2 separate regions of the Gossypium hirsutum genome follow, and region 2 is linked to region 1. Evidence: chromatin contacts called from public Hi-C data. All regions are on one chromosome and are shown on one strand. Each heading gives the region's core, a stretch centred on a gene start, on an enhancer-like site or on the middle of the called end of the contact. The rest is flanking DNA. Distances are from core to core; before and after follow the strand shown.

What was found. Hi-C and Micro-C count contacts between places; a contact is called where the count stands out from the background.
Region 2: a contact with region 1 is called in a Hi-C map of leaf, with 3 times the contacts expected there. The contact joins the promoter of LOC107897673 here to the promoter of LOC107951823 in region 1. A contact is called at or near these places in 9 of 34 Hi-C or Micro-C datasets (callus, hypocotyl, leaf and 1 more).

Annotation. Positions count from the first base shown.
Region 1 is chrA11:31,396,676-31,400,804 of Gossypium_hirsutum_v2.1, forward strand. It overlaps LOC107951823 (methionine aminopeptidase 1D, chloroplastic/mitochondrial), which reads right to left and starts at 2,212. Exons shown (of 10, transcript XM_016886967.2): 1 at 1,801-2,212; 2 at 1,028-1,097; 3 at 220-451. The coding sequence starts at 1,906.
Region 2 is chrA11:31,799,182-31,803,310 of Gossypium_hirsutum_v2.1, forward strand. It overlaps LOC107897673, which reads right to left and starts at 1,997. Exons shown (of 4, transcript XM_016823209.2): 1 at 1,842-1,997; 2 at 1,671-1,742; 3 at 329-814; 4 at 1-238. The coding sequence starts at 1,682. The coding sequence ends at 185.

The DNA of each region.
Region 1 (4,129 bases), core at 962-3,461:
GAGAACATCAAAACCTTTCAGAAAAAATACCAGTATCCTGTAACATTCATGCATGATGGCAGCTCTCAAACTGTCTATTAAGGGGAAAAAACAGAAACAGAGACAAATAACAGATTATAAGGTTGGTCCGTACCATGAATGCAGCTCAAAGAATACAGGATTTTATGGAAATGGGAAAAAACTGAAAGATAGATCAAGAGGAGGTGCAATCCGTATCACCTTCACTAAGGTCCCAGCATAATTGAGAACCTGAGCTGCGAGCCTTCCAGAAGCTCTCATGTGTTCTATGCCCTTTAGATCATGCACTTCCGGGCCACTAGCAATTCCAGGTGCCATACGAGTTTTGACATAAGGTGGCTTTTTTATATGATTTGGAACTGGTCGACGAGGAGATAACTTCCCAGGTCTTAGACATTTGCGTTTGCCATCTGGAACTTCGTCCAAATTGTTCCTAATTATGACCATTAAACTGTCAAATATATGGTTTCTGCATGTGCATGTTCCAGCTTATGCACATTTCTTAACAGCTATTAAGTAAGCATTCTTATACAATTGCTAGTAGCATACCACATAGATTACCAAGGAGCAGGTTACACGGTAACAAGATGCGTATCATTCTCCAATGTCACTTTTAGTATATGAATTACAAGAATCTCTTCCAGTAAATTACCTTCTAATACATAAAATACGAGAACGTCTTTCCCAAATATAACCTTATAAATGAAATGCGAGAATTCCTTTTCCAAACATCACCTTTAAATACATGAAATATTGAAATATCTTTCTCCAATATCACCTTTTAATACATGAAATGTGAGAGTAAATTATCAAAAGGAAAAGAGATAGTCAATTTCTTGTGCTTGAGATTTGTACGCAGCAGAAACATACAGTAAAACCATATATATGGCATCATCATGCCAAAAGAATATTCATTAAAATGTAAAATCTAAGGGGTTAAAAATGACGCTCTTGAAACAGTGAATGAAATAGCATTTAACATGTGCAATCTGAAAGTTCTCTAACATACCTTCTATTAAATAAAATATTGGTTAAGCCAGAAAACGTTCTGGATAATTGCATTGATATATGCTTACGACCTGAGAAGGCAAATAAAAAGGAAAAAAGTTAATAAATTTTTAATAATGAACCATACTCTTTAGCTCAATCACCATATCACACAACATGGTTCTTGTACAATAATACTATGTTTTTTCATAAAATGCAAAAAATTCAATTATATGCTCGTATTCAACAATAGGTAAGAAGAGTATATTCTAGCAAAAGCACGTTTCCAGCATAATGGCATATCTTTACAACATTCAAAGTTACAGCTCCCACGGAATTTAAAAATATCAAAAGGCCACCCTGGAACAATCCCAAATAGTTAAAAACCTTCTATTGGACCCAAAAATCTCTTCCACAATTAGATTGAATAAAAACTCCAAAACAAATTAAGCACTATTAATGAGGCACCAATCTAGAATCCAAATCACTAGCTAATGAAATTAATTCCGGTAATCCAAATACTTCTTTACTGGCACTAATATATACATAAAATCAGCATTTTAAGCCCCCCCCCCAACACACATACACACACACAAAAGAAAAATGAGCATTTTAAGCTCAAAGCAGTCAACTTCCCATCTAAACACCATTAATTTCCATTTGGGTTTTTTTTTTTTTTTGTATACGGCTTATTCTCAACTAAAAAAAATCAAATTCTAGCTTTTTTATATCTGCAATGGAAATTTTGAACCAGCAGAAATTAAAAGTGAATACAAAAAAGAATAAAAGAAAAACCTGGGTTGTAATGAAATAGCTGAGCAAGTGGTTGTCTCGATTGAGCTAAACGATCACCAACAAAAGAAGAGAGGAGTCTTGGATGCAAAGACGAAGCCCCCACCATATTCTTTTCTTCCTGTCCTCTACCTCTCTCTGTTATCTGTGGTGTGTTGGTGCTAACATCTTTTGGGATAAGCTAAGCTAACCCACTTTTCTTTCCCTCTCATGGTCCATTTTCTCTTTTCATTTTGTAGGAAATTTATCTTCGAGTAGCCTGGGATTTAGCCCATATCGCTTTGAAAATGGACCTAGACGAGGCCTTTCGATAAGCTTTGATTCGACTGCCCTGGGGTTGATGGATCTTGTAAAATGATTAGGAAAATCTCCAACCGTGACATGGGTTCTGTTCATTCAAGGAATCCAATTCATATGTCCATTTGAGTTTGGTTCAGGGTTCTTATTCTTTTTAAAAGATAATCATTACGAAATAATACATCAGCAGATTCAATTATTACAAAAGCAAAAATTGAACATGACTTAGATTATAATAAATTAGACAAGATTTGCATGAGCGAGGCATTTAAATTAGAATAAACTTGTACAAAGCCTTACATGTTTTATATCAAGTAGTGAAACTCGAATAGAGGGAATGGATAAGCTAGAACTTTAGTTCTTGTTGAGGGGTGGTGACCCTCTAGGTCTGTCTCTAACGGGGATATTATTTTCAAAATTATCTATACTTAGTTTTATTCTAGGATTTTTGTTTTCTGACTTTAAATAAACCCCAATACATTCACGAAGTTTAAGTAATGCCTGTTTAGTATTTTAGTTTTGGTGGGGTCCAAATCCATGCTTGAGTGGTTAGTAGGGGTGCTTATAGTTCGGTTAAAATTGAATTAACCGATTAAACCGATTTAATTCGGTTAATCAGTCAGTGGCTAAATTTAGTTTGGTCAGAGGTCGGCTAATGTATTTTAGAATTTTGATTATCGGTTAATTCAGTTCAAAATCAGGTAATTAATCGAATTAACCAATTAACCGAAATAAATAATATATATTATATATAATTGTTAACTTTTTGTTTGGTTGTTGACTTTCAAGATTTATGTTGTGTTGGCGATCGACTTGATTAATCGATAAGTAAAAAATAGAGGAATAAATTGAGAAATTGATCACATATTAACGTGGAAAAACCCCTCCAAAGAGGATAAAAAACCACGGGCAAAGATTATTTTACTATAATGACAAAAAAACGAAAAGTACAAAAGATGGAGATAAAAACTAAACCCCAAAAACAAAGAACCCTCAAAAGTAAACACAAAATTCTCTAAATGTGTTATGAATTCTAATATCTAATAGGTGTATTTTTTAAAATTGTATAAGAGCCTATTTATAGGCTAAATTCATAGGTCAAATAATAATAAAATAATCTAGACTAATCAGAGTTTGACTGAAACAAATAAACAAAGTTTAACTAGAAAATTATTTCTCAAATTTGATTGATATAGGAGTCATACTTAACAAATCTTCACCTTAACTCATATTTCCACAACGTCATCTTTGCCAAAACCCGCCATGGGCTTATCTTGAACTATGCAGGGAATTAACTGAGTTTAATTTGTGATTAGAAACTGGAAGACTTCTAGCCTTCGACTTGTATACTACCAAGTCAAAACTAACCCGGGTCTGATTTTCACGAACATAGTTGTAACAGTCTGATTTTTAGTGGTGTCAGAAACAGTGGTTCGAGACCACCAAATCCATTGAGTAAGCTCGTAAATTTTAATATTTAGTATTTACGAGTCAAATATGGTTTTCGAAATATTTTTAAATTAGTAACTTGTATTTTATAAGGATTTATTAGGTCAAGTGGTTTAGAAAATGAGGTATCGAGACATCGATTCTATAAATCAAGCCATAAATATTTTTATAAATATTTATGGAGTGTCACTAAGGTAGTATTAAAGTTTCGTTAGAAAATTTTAACGTTTTGATAGTTAATTAATTAAAAAGGACTAAAATTGAAAAAGGTGTAAAACTTGCTAATTAAAAGAAATAGTGATTAAATGGCTTAAATGGTAAATAGGGAGGACTTAAAGAGTAAATTAGCCTAAAGGAGATGGCTGGGGCGGCATAAGTAAAGAAAAATAATAAAATTATGTGATTTAAGGGCAAAATTGGAAATAAAATAAAATTAAAATAGCCAAAATGGGATTTTAATAGTTTTTAGACCATTTCTTCTCCAATTTTCTATTTATGTAATGACCTGATAGTCACGAGTATTGGAAAGTGTATTTTCGGGTCTCCGTTTTCGTAAATCAGATTCGTAAAATATTTACAAAGTTAG
Region 2 (4,129 bases), core at 747-3,246, 400 kb after region 1:
GAAAAATAAGAACAGTAAAATCCCAAATGAAGCAGAGAAAAAAAAATCAAACCAACCCCACTATTACAAATTAATTTAGATCTTCAAAAAAAAAAAAGAAAAAGAAAAGAAAGCCACCCTCCAATCTTCCTTTAAAAACATACTCCATATTTCTACAAGTTATGATGCCCTTCAAGAAATGTAACTATATTCCAATCTCCACATTCCTGTAACCTGACCCTCCTTCAGTCAAAAGTTCCTGCAATAAAGGAGCATTGATGAAATCAGATCAAACAAACCTAATAGTTAGCTTCATAAATGAAATAAAGGGTTTGTTTTATTTTCTTACCTGTGAAGTTTTGGCGACATGGGTGTCCTCATGAACAAAAGCAAACCTTTTATTGTCACCCATTCTCTCCATGGACACTTCATTAATCTTATCAGCTTTTTTGGAACCAATGTGGGTTCTCTTGAGCCCCAGAAATCCCTTCCACCTTGTGGAACCCTTAGGAGGCGTTAGTGTCACATTATTATCATCATCATCTCCAGCAAGAAGCTCTTCCCTCAAAGTCCTTTGCATTTGATTATTACAATTATCTTTAAATGGAAAAAGCTTACCCTTAAAAAAAAGCTCATCAGCACTCATCATGGAGTAGTTTGATACTGAGAATTCAAAGTCTGACGACACTGGAGCCTCCCTTGAGTTCCTCTCTTGCTTCATAACCTGCTGAGTCTCAACAAAATCATTTGAGAATGAGATTCTTGGACTCATTGGGGGGCAGTGATGATGATGACCTTTGTGCTCCGAATTATACATGTCTAAGCATGCCATGAGCTTTCAAAACAACATGGAAAACAAGGAAAAAAATTAATAAAACGTAATAAATTCTATAGGGACCCTCCCTTGATACTATTACAACTAACCGAGTAGATGTTTGTATTTATATATAAGGAAGCATGGGGAGCTTGATGTATGGTTGTTTTTTTGAATTCATGCATGTTATGCCCATGATGTGATCTTTTTTTGTCATGACATGTTAATTGCCCCTCTCTCTCTCTCTCTCTCTCTCTCTCTCTCTCTCTCTCTCTCTCTCTCTCTTTTTATGTTTGTTTTTCTCTGGCCAGAATTGGCATTCAATGATGACCAGCTTTGAATACAAAATCCTCCAAGTATTAGTTATTTTTAAAAAACATCTTTTACTGTTTTTCTTTTCTCTTGGAGACTGCACGAAGGTGAAGATCCTAAGAAGCTTTCTTTTGCTCCAAAGCTCTACCATAATCGATAAAATAATAAAATAGTAGAAAAAATGAACAAAAGGTGAATCAACTATTCAAAATTGTTTTTTTTTTCATTTCTGTTGAGTATAGTTAAAATTTTGTTGAGTGAAGTGAAAGTTAAAAAATTTGTATAATAATAATTTTAATTTTTAATTTTATATATTATTTGGATAATTATAATTTTAAAAAATTAATTCCCAAAACTTATAAAAAAAATTTAATTTAATCTTCAAATTTTACCTTCTTTTCTGCTTCCCCACCTCCACAGTGCCACTATCATTTGTATTTTGTTCAACTATTTTGATATATAAAAGAAAAGAAAAATATTCTAAGAATTCTTTAAAAACACCAAAGCTCACGTAGGATAGCACCAAATTAAGATGAAAAAATGGCAATGGAGATGGGAACACCACATTGGAATTCATTTTTTAGCAGTACTTGCTTGACCATCATCATCATAATCCCATCCATCAGTGCTGGTTGATCTGCATTTATATATACATATAAAAAAAATATGAATGATGATACCTCATAGAAATTAAAAAAAAAAAAGGTAAAAGATGAGAGGTTTTGACATTCTTTACCCTCTTCTATAGGACCAATCCCCGTATGCTTCGTGTTTCTCAAACACACTTGGAAAACTTTCTATGAAGATTCCAAGGAACAGTCTTTAGTTTTTTTAGTCTTAAATCCGTTTTCACTTTTTCCTTTCTAGAGTTTTATCATACACTCATTAGCCACACCACCTCTATGCATGCATATATATAAAAATTTGTGAACCACAAAGATAAGCATCGTGGTTAATTATTTACTCCAATTAATACTAGTAAAGTTGGTATTGGGTTTCTTTCTTTGCATTGCATTTGACATACAAGAATAGCATATGCTAGCTGGAGGGACAATTAAACTTAGCCAAAACAAGTAATTTTACTTTTTTAAAACTTGTGGCTCATTGCATGCAGATTATTAATTATGAAGACAGTGAAAATATTAATTAATTTTGTTTTCCATTGTTATTGTAGGCAGAGTTAGGGAGGTGGAAACAGTTGCCATTGCTGGCAAAGAAAGCAACAGCAGTGTTATTTATGGAATAAGGTAAAAAAGAAAAAGGACATTGAATGTTTTTAGCTAAAAGTTGTAGGGTTTTATTAAAAAAAAAAAAGAGATTCAGAAATGAAGAGAGGTCCAGAGAGAAGCAGCGGCACTTTGAAGGAAGGGGGATTGAGTTGCATTTGGCTTCAGCTTGACCATGCTTCGACTTGTTAGTAAAATATAGCAGTGAATGAGCTGGCGACACCGACTGATCAATAGGACCACGTGATCTGAGGTTTTTTATTTTTTCTATAAAAAGAAATTCCATTTTTAACTTCTATTCAGATTTTGTACATGTTATGTGAGATTACTTTTTTGCCTTTTTCCTCTTCTTTTTGTGTACCCTTGTGATTTAATTACCTCCTCAAATCTTATCCTGGTTTAGAGTTTTTGTTTTGTTTTTTTTTTTTCCCTCTAATCATTAAAGTTAAAGCACTGTTCGGTACATAGCCATACCAGAGGCATCAGCCTGCAAAAAGTCCGGTGGGAAAGAGCAAAAACACAAAAGATCATCGCTGTTGCAATTTTTACTAAATCCACTACTCAAAACGCTACTCCCCAACATGTCAGCAACGGGATTCCCCTCCATGTAAATATGCTGAAGTCAAACCTGGTCCAACTTACAATCAGCAATAAAAGTTCCAAGAGAACAAATATTCATAGCATACAATTGATATCAATTTGAGCATCAATCTTTGCAACAAAACCATCAATACCTACAGTAATCACATTAGGAATAAATCGATAGGAACGGGTCACCCATTTGCCATGACTGTAACGGATAACGGTCTCTTGCATGGTTTAGAGTTTTACTACACTATTTTGTTTGTATAAAAGAGGTGGGAATATGATAGTAAAATATACATTATACGTATTGATAACATTATTCTCAACATATACATTTTTTTCATTGATACTTATGTTAATTTTCTTTTAAAAAGAGTAAAATTCCCCTGCCCTATTCTCTGCTCCCATCTGTGCCCCTACTCAAAATTAACCGCGTCTACAAGTCTTTTTTATTATTATTAATTTTTATTTCATCTACAACTAATGTACAAATTGTAAAATTAATTATAATTTCAGTTAAAATTATTTTTAAAAAAAAAGATTTGCGAAAAGAGAACTTGTAAAGAAAAACGGAGAAGAGGCTAATTTTGAGAAGAAGGCACGGATTGGGGCAGGGAACTAGGGCCAGGGGATTTCTACTCGTCAAAAATCACCTCATATTAGTCTAATAGGTAAAATTTTGACGAGATTTAAAACATTAAATCAAACAACTAACTTCTTTTATTTGATAAACCGGAAAATTAAGGGTCGAAACAAAATTAAATGATAAGCATTTCTTTATTTATATATTATTTTTCACTTTTTTTATAGAAAAATCTTATTATTTGTATTTGTTTTTATTATGGATTATTAAATATGTTTTAAAAATTTTAAGGCATAATAATTTTTTTGCCCTCCAAATTTATTAAAAAAAAGTATTTTGAGTCCTCTATTTATTTATTTTTTTTGCCTTTGAATTTGTAGTTTTTGGTCAAACCACTCCAAATGGATTGAAAAGTCAACATTTAATAACTTTATTGATGTGACATACACAAGGATTGTCACATAGATGACACGTCAACATTTAATTAATTTTTTAAAAATTTAAATAATTTTTAAACAATATTAATCATTTTTAATTTTTAAAAATAGTTTTTATTTTTTTTGAATTTTTTAAAATTTAAAAATTTAATTAAATGCTTACGTGTCATCCATGTGATAATCTATATGTATG